2 separate regions of the Rattus norvegicus genome follow, and region 2 is linked to region 1. The links are chromatin contacts, called in public Hi-C maps. All regions are on one chromosome and are shown on one strand. Each heading gives the region's core, a stretch centred on a gene start, on an enhancer-like site or on the middle of the called end of the contact. The rest is flanking DNA. Distances are from core to core; before and after follow the strand shown.

Region 1 (7,548 bases), core at 1,405-3,904:
GAAGGATTGGCCTGGCCTCTGACAATGAGCTCTGACTTCATTCCTACAACTCTGTTCTCTCTTTTTGAGACAGGATCTCACTATAAACCTCAGAATTGCCTGGACTCATTATGCCTTGAAACTGAGATCCTCCTACCTCAGCCTCCCTACAACTAGAACTATAAGCCTATACCCGACTCCATTCTTTTTTTTCCCCCTTGAGATCTCATGTAGCCCAGGCTGGCCAGGAACTATATAGCTGAGGACAGCCTTGAACTAATAATCCTCCTACCTCCACTTCCAAAGCCTTATGTCACCTCATCCTACTTCAGTCTACTCTTAATGTACTGGAGCCATATATTTTTGGAGACCACAAATGCTGTTTATCAATCTGTCCTCTCCTAGCCTGGAACGGTGGCTGACATATGGCTTGAGAGTGTTTTAAAGATAAACACAACTTTCACACCACATGCCTGGGTCTAAGACTAGGTACAGCCAGTACTCCTTTATCCCAGACACTCCCTCCCACCTAAAAGTCACACACTCTGGGGGAAGGAGAGAGGAACTCTGAACACCTTTCATTTTTTTCACGGGACTCCAGAGTGCCGAAAGTGGGACCAGTTTACAAAAACTTAACTTTGACTGAAACTGAACTGGCAGCTCAGACTGACGAGGGCCTGTGAATCCTTAGGTGGTTTGAAAAGAGCAGCCACTCAAAAAATCCTCAGGAACAAGGAGTCAAGATTACTCCAGACCCTATCCTTTCACAGAGGCCCAGGCAACAGAGCATGAGCAGTAAGGGAAGGAAATAGCCCTACACTGTTAGCTTCAGCAGGCTGAGTTCTCCTAATTTTTTAGGGGCTTTGACTCAGGCCAAACCAGAATTCCTGGCTTAAAGGATTAAAAAGAATCTCAGGACTAACCACACTGAAGAGCTGGAGATTTTACTAAAGATATCTTTAACATAGGTAACTCTAGGCATAGAAGACGCTTAGGAAAACAAAAACAATACATACCAGCGTGTCAATACGGACTCCTCGAGAGCTGCCATGTTAGCTAGATACCTCTTTAGTGGTTAAGTTACATCGCAAAAGGTTGCTAAGAACCACTCCACTCCTCTCATTGTTAAGTGAATGTATAAGGTGGTTTGTAGGTTGGAATTACAATGAGATAAAGTAAAACCAGGCGCCACAAAGGTTGCACAAAGGGTTTAGTACATGTCCTTTACCTGTAAACTGGGTTTCTGGTGAGATTCCTAAAGAAACAATAGTTTATGGCCTTAAACAACTATTAAGTGGGCTGGAATTCTGGCCCGCTGGCGAGGATTTCCTCTGCCTACAGCCTAAATGTAAAGAGACAAAACCGGACCAGAGCTAGAACCTGGGGGTCAAAACTGCTCTGAGAACTTCGGTCCACCAACCGGCCACCATTCGGATCCGCGCTCCCTCGAGGCTCCTGCAATGGCGATAGAGAACAAAATCTCGGCCCTGGCCCTGCTTCAAGTCCTTGTAGCTCTCCCCATGCTGTTTTTCTTATCCCAGAGACACTGGATTAATGTACCCACAGCAACACAAGAGCAGCTATCTGGCCTAATTTTGAACACCACACTAAGAAAAGACCAGCTCCCGAAAGGCCACACACGGAAGACTACATATTATAACTATCAGCTGTTCGAGGACTTCAGTTGACCAGGAACGTGTCACTAGGGTGTGAAGTCCCACACAGGCCTTCTTCAGTCTTTGTCTTGGCTTCGTAGGCAAATCTTGAAGGATTGCTCATGCAGGTCGAAACAGTTCTTGACTGTGTGTAGTGTCCTCGTCAAATAAACAGTCTGGGGAAAGTCAATTACTGCAATGACACAGAAAGAAAGGATCATGGAAATTTGAAGTTTTGTTTTGTTTTTAAGGGGAGAGAGGGTATTTTTGTTTGCGAACCACACAGGGTACCAGAGCAGCTAGGAGACAAGGGCGCTCATGGAGACAGTAGATCATAAAATTTGATTACTGACTTTTATTCTAGCCAAGACTTTAAGAGATTAGGTATCAACATCAGAGGGCGAAACTGGTTCTGATAGTGGATGGAGCCTTGTGGAACTGCCAGTAGAACAAAGAGTGCATTCAAACTGGACTGTTATCACAGTTGTAAAGGGAGGTGAGCCAACAGGAGGAAGCCCTGCCCTTTGAAAGCAAACGTGGAACTAAATTATCATTCAGGCATTGTCACCCTCTTGGCTGCTGTAATACATCTAGGCAAAGACAGCTGATTCATCTACCTCTATTTCTCAAAGGCAGACGAAGATGGTACCAGTCAAAATGCCCATCTTCCTTCTAATTAACATGGCATGGATCGTGTGGATCTTAAAGAAAGAAATCCTTCCATTCATTTCCTCATTAACAGCTTCCTTCCTCATACCTTCACGTGCCCTTGCAGTACTTTAAAGGTAGATGACATGCTCATTTCCTACACAGTTCTTATTGGAGGTATTTAAAATCCATTTACCAACTCCAAACTCTGGCATAGGCCAGGCCTCTTGGTCTTAAACTGTAGATAGTTCTGGCAATCAGCCCTCTCTTTGCCGGGATTCCAGCTTTTTCCTTGGCACTCGTTCTGGACTTTTATCTTATTGAGGACAGCTGGTAGTCTTAGCACCACACCCTGTAGCCTTAGAGGAAGGAAGTTACTGATGACTGGCCATGGGCAAAAGGCCATTGCACACAGAGCTTCAGCTCTAAGAGCTGTGACCCGTAAGTGCAAAAGAATCAGTTGAAAACTTCAAAAGCTGTTTAGCGACATCTGTATCTAGGGCAGCTGCCAAGATTCTCCCACACAGGGTGGAAGGCATTGGAACACCTTGAAAATCTCTTGTGTTTGCAAGAGTGTTGTGAGGAAGCAAACACTTGTCAGAGCGAGGCTGGACCTTCTCCTTCTTAGCACTCTACTCTAGGTGAGTCTTAGGGATAATAGCCTTCCCATGATTTCTTATAAATACTTATTAAAAATCGGGCCAAAGGGGACGGAATGGAGAACTCAGTGGTTAAGAGCAAAGGATGCTCTTCTGGCATGGTTCCCACAGGCCGGCTCACAGATGCTCAGTTACAGGGATCCAGTGCCCTCTTCTGGCTTCTCCTGGCAACAGACATGCATGCACGTTAATGCATAGACGTATACATACAGGTAAAACAATCTTACACAGAAAGTAATGAACTAAATTTATATTTTAATCTGGCAGAAGCAAGTCTGGTGATAGGGTGAAACACTCCATTCCTACAGAAGAAAGAGTAGGGTATGCTTGCTACAGGGCCATATGCTCTTGCAGCCACACTCAAGAAGCAAAAAGGCATTGACTTGAACCCTCAGGGGCTCCTGAGGCCAGCCAGGAGCCGCGAGTGATAACTCCACACTATTGATTTGTTGGTTTACAGTTAAGTTTGGGATGCGGAGGGAAGAAGAGCCGCAGTGTTCAGATTGCTGCCGGCCAAATTGCTGCTTCACAAGCCAAATGCCCACATAGAGAGAGGGAGCAAGAAACCGCTGTGGAAATGAAGGACTCAACAGAGATTTATCATAAAGAAATCGGAATTAAGTCACGGAAAATATGCTAAAGATATTCGATGAGACGCTAGGGAGATACTTAAAACAATCAAGCAGTTACAGAATTTATCATGATCTTAGAAAATGAAAAAGAGAAGAGGAGGGGGAAAAGAAAGAAGGAGCAAATATTGCCATAGGAAGCCACGAGTATTGTTTCTCAGTATGAGAGTCTCTTGAGATCATTTAGGCCGCACTAAATATGAGAATGAATAGTCCTCATGCTGTGTCTTCAGCAATGTCCTTCTCCCTTTCTCCCAGCGTGCCTTGCATATCTGCATAACCGTACGACATGAATTACCTTCTTAATTTCCCAGGTTAAGGTTTATTTGGTGAGTAGAGTAAGAGGATGTGGATGTTCCCATAAGATGCCTTCCCATAAGAGAAGTCGTGGGTATTTATATATTGTGTAAATAGGTGGGTGACTTGGTGCACAGAAATTGTCATATCTGTGTGCAGTAGGAGGGATACCTAAGATTTCAGAGGAATAATCCCTGTGGTAACTAGTTATTAAAGGGTCTCACGATGTCTATTTACTAGTAACTAGCAACATTGAAATAGTAAGAGGAAATTGGGGTGTTCAAGCTAAAACAACGACATTTTTAAATTACTGAAGAATCAGAGCAAAAGCATAATTATGTATTATTTACCTATGATGTGAAGTAGTGTGCTCCGGACACTTCAGAAAATGTTATATTAGTATACCATGCCATTTGCCACCCATGTTTCTTTATGCTGCTTTATACCTTGCTTTTTATTATGTGTGCTTATTATTTAAAACAACTCTTAAAATTTAAATGGTTTGATCATCCTATTTCCTTCCCCAAGTCATCCCACACCTTGTCCCTCGTCCTACTCACCATACTTTAAGTTCTTTATCAGAGAATAAGAATACAATAACAGCACCCCAAAAAACAAGAAAGCAAAAGTCACCCACCCCCCAAAAAACTGCAACTGAGTAAATGGGTATACGAAAGAAAGAGTAAGAAGGGACTAGGAAGTTTCGTCCATCCTGTATCTTTAACACCTAAGTGTATGGATAAAACTCAGGAGGGCGTAAGTATTTCCAAGATGTGTTAATAAACAGTGCTCACTAGGATCGTAGCTATGAACATGCATGGAGATCAGAGGCCTGTGATAAAATGGCCCATGTCTCATTTTAGCATATTTTATCTTTATTCCAAAGCTGTTCTTTGATTAGGTCCTTTACCAAAGAAAAGCAGGGTCATCATTTTCTAGAGATCACCTTGTGATCAATTTATGTCCAATAAAAGATGGGATATAGAGCAAGTAAGGAAAGGCCAACCACGGTGAAAAGTGCCACTTGTCTGAGAAATGTTTAGGACCCAGAGTTGACATATCCGCTGATTCACCTGGCACAAAATATAGAACATGAGAACTGACCAAGGATGATGCCTAGTTTGGGGCTTGGTTGAAAGAACAGTAATGTCACCCAGTGAAGGTAGGTGTGTAGGGGTAGGAGCTAGAATGAAACTGAATTTGAATCTCCAATTACTCCGGTGGCCTCCATGATGTTCAAAGCTGAGGATGTGAAGAGGGGTGGTTCTGTACTGCATAGATGCTCTAACATGGTGATGTCTAAAGAAAGCTCAGAGGGAGAGATAAAGATGCTTCACCTCTAACAGCATCTGTAGCGGTGCCCCGGTTAGCTGGGTGTGGTGGCTCTTGTCTGTAACTCCAACATTCCAGAGGCTGAGAAATGAAGATTGCCTTGAGTTTAAGGCGAGCCTGAAAAAAATAGACAGCAATCAAAAGTAGGCATCCTAGTTCAATCTGTGTTAGCATTCCACACCAGCTCTGTCTGAACTAAACTTATCAGAAAATTGTTGCATTTTTCCTTCAAAGAATATTGACAATGTATACACATAGCAAATAATTAGATTTCTTATGAAAGACTAGGTCCTCGCAGTCTCATTTTCCCCCCAAGGCAGGAAAACACTACTGAGTATAATTCCTCTTTAAAATAAGTATAGTTTTCTGCCAGGAAGTTCACAGATGAATATATGAATGTGTACATATGATGTTGTAACAGTATAAAAGAAGGGCTCTAAAATGCTCTCTGTTTAAACAGAAAACACACCAATGCTCCACTGAACTGTAATAAAGTGAACAAACTCTACATTTGAACAAATCAGTAATTTAAAACCTATAGAAATATAATTTCTTTTAAATTATCATTTAATGCAATAATACTGGAACAGGTTTCAAATCTGTGATCTAACCCCATTCTTGTTGGCTACACGGAGGAGAAAAATCCAAAATAAGAAGGGAGCAGAGCTTAGGCCTCTGAAAGGAGGGGGACACAGTGCTTGGCTTATCTAAGTCACAGTATGACAGTCTTGAAATATCTGAATTAATAAACTTACTGCTTAGTTTACACATGCACCTCACTATTCATAGCAGGTCATATAAAATCTAATTGACTTTGGTGCTACTGTTAGTAATCTACGTTATAACAGCTACAGAAAAGAATAACTCACCTTAAACCCTTAGTAAGATTGAAAGAGCCAATCTCACGTAGGACACCCTTACTACACAGTAAAAGGAAGTTTTCAATAAGGGCCTCGGAAAACAGGAGGGAGGAAAATTTGTAGTTAAGAGTTGCATTTTTCTGAAGAGTAACATTTCTTGTGGTTGGTATTCTCATGTAGTGCCTACTTTACAAAGAAGATTGGAACTGTCTGCTTCAGTTTTATGACTGTTTCAATAAAGCCAACACCAGGCAATACTCTGCAAGAACAAAATCTTCACTGCAAATAGTGGTTACAGAGTATCAGTTCATTCACCGCAATCTATAGCTAATGGCATATAATAATATCTATTAGGGGAATAAAGCTAGGAGAGGGGAGGAATAGGGACATTTCACTGACAATGAGATTAATGACTAATGACTCTGCTTACAGTCTGTGATGTAGATCTTAAAACCAGCAGCCACTGTCTATTCCTGAGTACCATCTCTAGATATCACAGAATGTAACACTTAGCCTAACTGTGATAAGTATCCAGCCTCTTTGCTGGGCATACCCATGTCTCTGTGCCTCTCTATTTTAAGATATGTCTGTAATTCACACTTAGCTGATTGTTTGACATCTTTTCTGAAAAAGAAAATAGAAACCTCTTCATTTATCAGATTGCTGTAAGATAGTATTTAGTCTTCCTTGTCATTTTCTAGCCTTGCTGCCATTTATAACCACAAAACTGTCAGCCTATATATTATATGACAGGGAGTTATTTGAGGGTCCCTCCGACTTCACCATTGCACTTCTAGACAGTTTCATTTTGTGTATTTAAACAGTGATGTTTGCACACTCTGAAACCAGATAATGTACTGTCTGTAAATTGTTAACTGAGGATATTTTAATGTGACTGTAACACTAAGTAGAGTGAAACTTATCCTTTCCCAGAATCATAGAAGTAAGCAAGCATCCGACAGTATATTATTATGAACTGTGGAGAAATATCTTGGGAATTATTAATAAGTCATCTACATATCTACTTCTGTATCTACCTGCCTGTCCAGATAATCACACTAGATTATCAGAGCAAGTCATCAATTCAGTATTTTTATTTCACTGTTCACAAGATGAAATTTGCATCACCTTCACCAGACATGTACAGAAATGTGCGTGCACACACACGCGCGCGCACACACACACACACTCACACACACAAACACACACAAACACACACATATTAGATTGACTATAGTACCTTCATTGTCATAATTAAATATCAAACAACAATGCAAGAGGATTATTTCATTAAATATTAAGCTGAGGAGGCTTTGAAGAACTAGTCTAATACTTTAGATATTTCATCCATGTTGAACCATTCATGTATCTTGAAAATATGACATGGAACTGAAAGGTTTTCTGCAAATGGTGCTTGCTGACTGGACATTTGGAATGTTTTTCACTGGGAAAGCCTTCAGGATAATGCAGCAAAATGGAATGGTGCATT
Region 2 (6,759 bases), core at 137-2,636, 220 kb before region 1:
TCCTATAGACCACTCCCCCCAAATTACAAGCTATTGATCTTGGTCTTTATTCCCCTCCAGAACTTGATGGTAAGGCACTATTGTTGAAGACACCCCATGTTTGAGTCATAGCACATGGAGAGATCAAGTTGGGATTGATCTGGGAATTTCACAGGGTTGCACGGTACCACAGGGAAATAGTAATCACCAATCACATCTAGCTGGGAGCCCAGTGAAAATCAACGTATCTTATCAGATACCCATTGGTATAATAGTAGCAAAAACATCATGAGAGTAATCAAGCACTCTTTGACTGCATTCAAGTCCCAGTTCACAAGATAGAACCCAAACATAGAATAGTTATTGGGAGCAAGAACTTGTGACAGGACAGGTCCTAGGTCTGAGGGGAGAACTTACTACTGTAATTGTGCTAATGAGAGACAGTGGTAACCTGAGCCCTAATAACTCATGCCCATATAGTGATTCATCTCTTAACCTTTGTCACAGAAGCTTCCATTTGAAGCTGTTGAGCATAAACTGAAACCTAGAAAACAAGTTACCATGGAACGCTCAGCCCTAAGTGGCACATCTGTGTCATATGAACTCCTCTGTGGCTCAGGAGCCATTGCAGAAGGGGAGTACCAATGTCTACAGAGACCATAGTGTTGCCAACACAGGTGGTAGACGACTACAGGCAACCATGTTTTCTAGACATAACAGGGAAGTTGCCCCCACAGAAGTTCTAACAGCATATATAAGACCTGGGAACCATCAAGCCAGACAAAAGTCCAGCATCAGAACAGGGAGGTAGCCATAAAGCCCCACCCCTTGCTGAGAAACTATTGGCAAAATGACTTAAGAGTTTCACAGGAAGGCGGGCTTTCTAAGTTGCAGTTGCACAAATAAGAGACCAGAAAAAAATCCAAAGACGGAAAATAACAGTTGGGATCTACTCAGAAAAGATACGAGTAGGGAGCTGGGTGTGGGCTACTAGCTTTAAAACTGCTCATTTCTGCCTATGGTATATGGGAGCTGTGTGCCTCAGAACATGTAAGAAGTCGCAACACCCAATTCCTCCAAAGGGAAATAACTGCTTTGAACATTGTTAGGTCGGGAGCCAATTTGTGGAATTTAATGGAAATATTTTGGGATTAAATTCACCAGGAGGTTGTAGGCATGACAAAATTGCTGGTAAAAAAAATGTATTATGAAACATGCAAATTAGGCTGGATTTTCTTTTCTGAGTAGAGCCAGGCTAGGACTGCTGAAGCAAGTGGCAACCACTTTTATGGTACAGAGTAGGGCCGTTTCCAGATCCTGAATAAAGGAACTATCAATGTCCTGCTCCCTCAGGTGTCCACAGTTCTGAGACTAACAGCCCCGTGACCTCCATTCACTGGCAAGGGCACGTTGGAGTTCTTTAAACGCACAATTGCATTTGGTTACTTATTTATCAGGACTTTTAGCCTGATGCCAGTTTGGTGACTTGCATGTGACTCAGTCCTTGAACTTGACCTGAGTTTGCCAAATTTCTCAATCCCTTTTGACACTCTCTCCTCTTTCATTCATTTACTTAGCCCCCACCACCCCCCGTGGATATTAGGCATCTCAGTTCATTAGACTTTCAAGTTCATTAGACTTTCCCTATAGATTTATAAAAAGGAAGCTGTTTACACAACCTTCAAGTCATACAGATTGTCGTATGTTTTCTCCTCTGTGGTAGCATGCCCTACAACACGTGTCATGCCTTGCAAACCACAACCTTCCTAACAGGTTCCCAGCGGAATGATAAAAGTCAAAGCCAGAGGTGAGACGGGTATTTCATTTGAAAATTAAATTGGCTGAAATAAAAGTTTCTGAATGACTTTTCTGCTGTTCCTGGTTACCCATTCTTTGTCTTTCCTCCCCTTCTTCTTCCTTCCCCTCCTCTCTGTCTTCCTCTTCCTTTTTAAATCTCCTGATGCTCAGAAACAGTTGTGGCAAAAAAGCCCCCCACAAGGCCTGGTCACCTGCTCTGCAGCAGCTCGCTCTGCCTCCTGTCAGTGTGCAGAGCTACGTGCTCACTGGGCTTGGGGAAGGGAAGGTCAAACCCAGGTGGGCCTGAGTAGGGGAATTAAGCTGCTATAGAGAAAAATTTGTCTCACTCCTTTTGCTGCTTGGTCTGAAAGCCAGGATGCATCTACCAATCATTTATTCATCCAGCAATCCCCTGATTTGACTCACTCTATTAATCTTTAAATGTTTATTGACTTCCTTCTGAAGAAAATTCATTTTGGTTAAGAAAAAAGAACTTTCATGAAGTGGATTTTACCTATGAGCTACGTGGCTTATTTTCTCTTTGGAATGAGTTTATTGACAGTGTTCTAATTGCTTAATTATATATATATATATATATGTATATATATATATATTCTGATATATATGCAGCAAAATGATTTAAATGACTATCATATATTAGATATCTAAATATAAATGAATACATTTAAGTAAGCTGGTATATTTTATGTCAAAGTTAGTTTATTAACAAAATATAATTTATTTTTGATCAAATGTGATCAAATGGTACAAACCTGAAATTAAGATGGTATTTTTTAATCCAATAGGAAAAAGCTAAGAAAAAATTGGACTTTCAAGTCCCCTGGCTCACTCTTTCATGTATGGTTGAGTTCAGTGTGAACTACTATGTCCACGGTATCTACAGTGTAAGAGTGAGCTTGACCCAGAGTCAAGTTCAGTTAAACCTGGAATAAAAGCACACTCTCTCCAGACTCCTTGTGTTTAGGTTACAAACAAGGGCAAAGGGGAAACCAAGAAGAGGAATGACCTATAGGTGAGATTTTGGTACTGACTAAGCTTCATAAAGAGGTTTATTTTTTCTATAATTGTTAATTTGTTTATTGAAGTTTTATTTAATCAAATGATATAATTAGATTATTCCCTCCTTCCCTTTCCTGCCCCCAGAGACCCTCTCATGCAGCCTCTTGCTTTCTTACAAATTCTTTACCTTTTCCCCATCCCCTTTTCTATGTCAGCACGACCATTGGTATTGCCAAATGCCAAGTTTTTCAAGTCTTGTTTGGCTTTCCATAGGAGTGAGGCTTCATGGGTGCAGCCTTTTTGATATCTCTAGGGGACACTATCTCACAGTTAACTTCCTGTTCCTCTGGCTTCCTGTTCCTGTTTACACAATTTCTGCTCTCTCTTCTGCATGACCCTGAGTCTTAAGTGAAGGTTTTGTGTGTGTGTGTGTGTGTGTGTGTGTGTGTGTGTGTGTGTGTGTGTTGACTGGAACCACACAATCTCCTGTTCTCTACATTTAGGTCAGTTGTGCTTTTCTGTAATGACTTCTGTTGCAAAGTGAAGTTTTGTTGATGAGGTATGAGAACTGCACTTATCTTTGGCATATAAAGATAAATATCAAGAATGTAGTTAGGAATTTTGCTGACTAGCAATGCAGAAGTTGTGAGTTCCCCTCCAACATCTGCAACTTCATGAGCTATGGTTGGTTATGTTTTTCCAGCCCCAGGCATGCTTTCCCTCTCCAGAGCAATTAGAGAGTTCTGGTCACCTCCAAAGTATGTGTGGCCACCCACCAGAAGACTTCATTCCAGTTTTCTTTATAGCTGTCTGCCAAAGGATACACTGGAGAAAGCATCTTCAGAAAACAGTGCTGGGAACACTGAAAAACACACATGGAAAAATAAAATTAGACTCTTACCTCTAATCTCTCACAGAAAATAAACAACAAATGGATCAAAGACCCAAAACACTGACATGGTTAGAAGAAAAAAGGGGGAGGAAGAGTATCCCACAGAGGGTAGACATATGAGAAGACTTTCAGAATAAGATTCCACTTGCCCAGAAACTGAGACTAATAATTGACAAGTAGGACTTCCTACCATTAAAATTGCTTCTCCACAGATAAGCAAACATCAGCCTGGTGAAGCGAAATCTACAGAATGGGAGAGGATCTTTGTCAGCTATACATTTGACTGAAGATTAATATCCAAAATATATAAAGAACTCAAAGGAGAAGGAGAAGGAGGAGAAGGGGAAGGGGAAAGGGAAGAATAAGAAGGAGGAGGAGGAAGAGGAGGAAGAGGATGAAGAGGAGGAGGAAGAGAAGAAGAAGAAGAGGAAGAGGAAGAGGAAGAGGAAGAGGAAGAGGAAGAACAACAACAAGAAAAAGACAAAGACTCCTCAAAACCCAAATAACACAATAAAAAATTGTGCCAGGGATATGAAGAGAGAGTTCTCAAAAAAAAAAAGGTGAAATTGGCTGAGAAATATATTTAAAAATGTTTATTATTCCTAGCAATTGGGAAAATGGAAATCAAAATAACTTTGAGATTTCATCTTACCCTAGTCTGCTGCTAAAATACTGAGCAAATCAGGAAAATTCTGGAGAGGTTGTGAGGGAATGGGGACCTGCATTCACTATTTGTGGCTTGCAAACTGGCCCATTTATTCTGTAAATCAGTGTAAAGAACCCTCAAAAAGTTAAAAATAAATACACATGGGAATGACCTAGATACAACATTCTTTTGCTTCGTCTAGAGGACTCAATATCTTGCCTCACAGACACATTGCTATGTGTGCTGTCATATTCACTATAGTTAGGACATGGAAACAACATAAATGCCTCCAACTAACAAATGGATGGTAAGGATGTAGTCCATACACATTACACAAAGTATAGGCAGCTTGGTTCTGAAGAGCCACGATGACTGAGGTGTAAGGAGAGTGGGAGAGTCCACTTTCCAAAAGAAATGTGACAGACACTGGGCTCACAACAAATGTCCAAATGTGGTATCAACCCAGGCAGTGGCAGGCCACGCCTTTTGACTCATAACTCAAGTCTACTTAAGTAAAATAATATAAATTGCTAGGATCAGGACTTGAAGCATAAAAAGACCTCTGTAAATGTTGGCTATTGGTATCATAGCTTTTTATTGTAATTACTAGTGTTGCTGGTAATCTTAACTTGGGAAAGGAAAGTGACCTTTTTGTGTTTCTTAAAGATACCTAAATTTGTATGAATGACAGAAAGCCTACTGTGCCAGTGTTAGCCCACAGGACTCTTTACCACAGTACAAACACTCTAATCTCAATTGTTAGTACCACATAGTAATTATCTATAGGAGATTGGCTCCAACACCCTGTAGATTCTAAAACCTATGTTCTCTCATGTCTTTTCTTTTTTACATATATTGGTGTAATATTTGCATATAACTGGTACATTTCCTCCAGTGGACTTCAAATCATATTGAAATTACTTTTTTTGGTCTTAAAATAAAGTAAATGTTATGGAAATAGATGCTGAATTGTTTAGGGAATTACAGTGTCTTCAGTAGAAATCTAATTCTTTCTCTGAATTTGCAACCAGAAGGCAGGGACAGTTGATGGTACATGCAGAACAAGCCCCTCCGATTTTGAATGTTTATCAGTTCAGGACCACATTACAATTCTCAGATGCCCACTTTGCAGGCACTTTGAGAACAATAGCACGTATGTTAAGCAAGACAAACTCAAGGTTGCCTCCTGTTTTAACATCCAAATTAACAGTTCCAGCGCAAGGTCTCCATGTCATGTGTGACTAAGTACGTAATGGTCCATGTCTCAGAGATGTGCAAACTGAGTCTCAAACAGGTTATTTGACTTGGTAATGAGTGCTGCACATGACTTTTACTGAGAAGGCAGTTTCTACCCATGTGACTGTCTCTGAAGAGGCAGTTTCTACCCATGTGACCTTCTCCGGGGAGGGCTTTCTACCCATCTTTATACAGAGAGCAATGGCAGCCCAGAAATATCCTCCTCAAGTCCCATTGAGCTACACATCCTGAATCATCATGATAAGCATTGGCTCTGACCAGGGCATAGTTAGGATTATGTAGCTCACCCTCATATCTCCTTCTCTGTAACTAGTTCATCCTATATGAATGAGAATTGGGAGTCATCCCTACACCCTCAGAGCTGTGAGAAATTACATTGAGTAACTTCCTCAGTTAACTGTTTTTACAAGTAAATGCAGCTTTTCTTGGATGTATCACTAATAAAAGCACATACACTGACTGAGACCTAACTCCCTGCGGTCAGGGAGTTGTTTAATCTTTGTTTTCTGTTACATGTGCAGCCACAGTGAAACAGCGCTTTAGTTTCGAAAGTAATAAATAGTGCTTTAATCTGAGGGATAAATGTAAGTAGTCATAGACAAAGAAAATGAACATCAAGGTTAATTAACAAATTTAATTCGTAGTGAGAGCAATGGCTTTGACTTTTGTGTTCCTTCTCGGTGTTTGGCACGTTCTCCTAGAAAGTGGTAATATTATTACCTATCTAACTTTAAAATGGCTTGGGGACATTAGACCATTTTCGCCAGCTAACAGAGCTAGTGAATTAACCTCGGACTGCCTGGAAAGGCCTTTCTGCTTCACAGCAGGCTGTGTCTGCAGGAACATTAAGGTTATTTACTTTCTCCTTTTTTGTTACTGTGACCTCCATCTAGAACATTCAAATCAAAACAAGGTAGAGAGGATGGCAGTCCTACCTGATTCCCTGAGTTATCCTCAGGGTCCCAGGTTATTTCTGGGTCTTTGAATGAAGGCATAAACAAGGTACATCTGACTCTGAATCTATTTGGTTCTGGTGCCTACAGTCTGGTGTGCTCTGCCTGTGAAGCACAACCCTGGGAGGGCTATAATTATACCCTTACCCCAAGGGGCCAAAGGTAAGTAGTTGGCAGGGTCTCCTCTCATGTTTCTATGGTGGAAGGCATGGTGG

Evidence for each region. Hi-C and Micro-C count contacts between places; a contact is called where the count stands out from the background.
Region 2: a Hi-C map of liver shows a contact between it and region 1, with 5 times the contacts expected there. The contact joins two enhancer-like sites. A contact is called at or near these places in 8 of 12 Hi-C or Micro-C datasets (the A7r5 cell line, the Rat2 cell line, frontal cortex and 3 more).

What each region holds. Positions count from the first base shown.
Region 1 is chr7:62,968,462-62,976,009 of GRCr8, reverse strand. The region is part of intron 2 of Slc16a7 (solute carrier family 16 member 7); the gene reads left to right. It overlaps LOC102552186 (a long non-coding RNA gene), which reads right to left. Exons shown (of 6, transcript XR_005487016.2): 5 at 5,205-5,316; 6 at 1-1,827. Among named protein-coding and RNA genes, the nearest start is that of Slc16a7, 68 kb to the left of the region's middle. Within about 2 kb of position 2,654, at least 10 of the 93 cell types and tissues checked have an H3K27ac peak or open chromatin away from gene starts, as enhancers often do. A contact at or near this core is called in liver, where this site is marked.
Region 2 is chr7:63,184,903-63,191,661 of GRCr8, reverse strand. No RefSeq gene overlaps it. Among named protein-coding and RNA genes, the nearest start is that of Slc16a7, 150 kb to the right of the region's middle. Within about 2 kb of position 1,386, at least 2 of the 93 cell types and tissues checked have an H3K27ac peak or open chromatin away from gene starts, as enhancers often do. A contact at or near this core is called in liver, where this site is marked.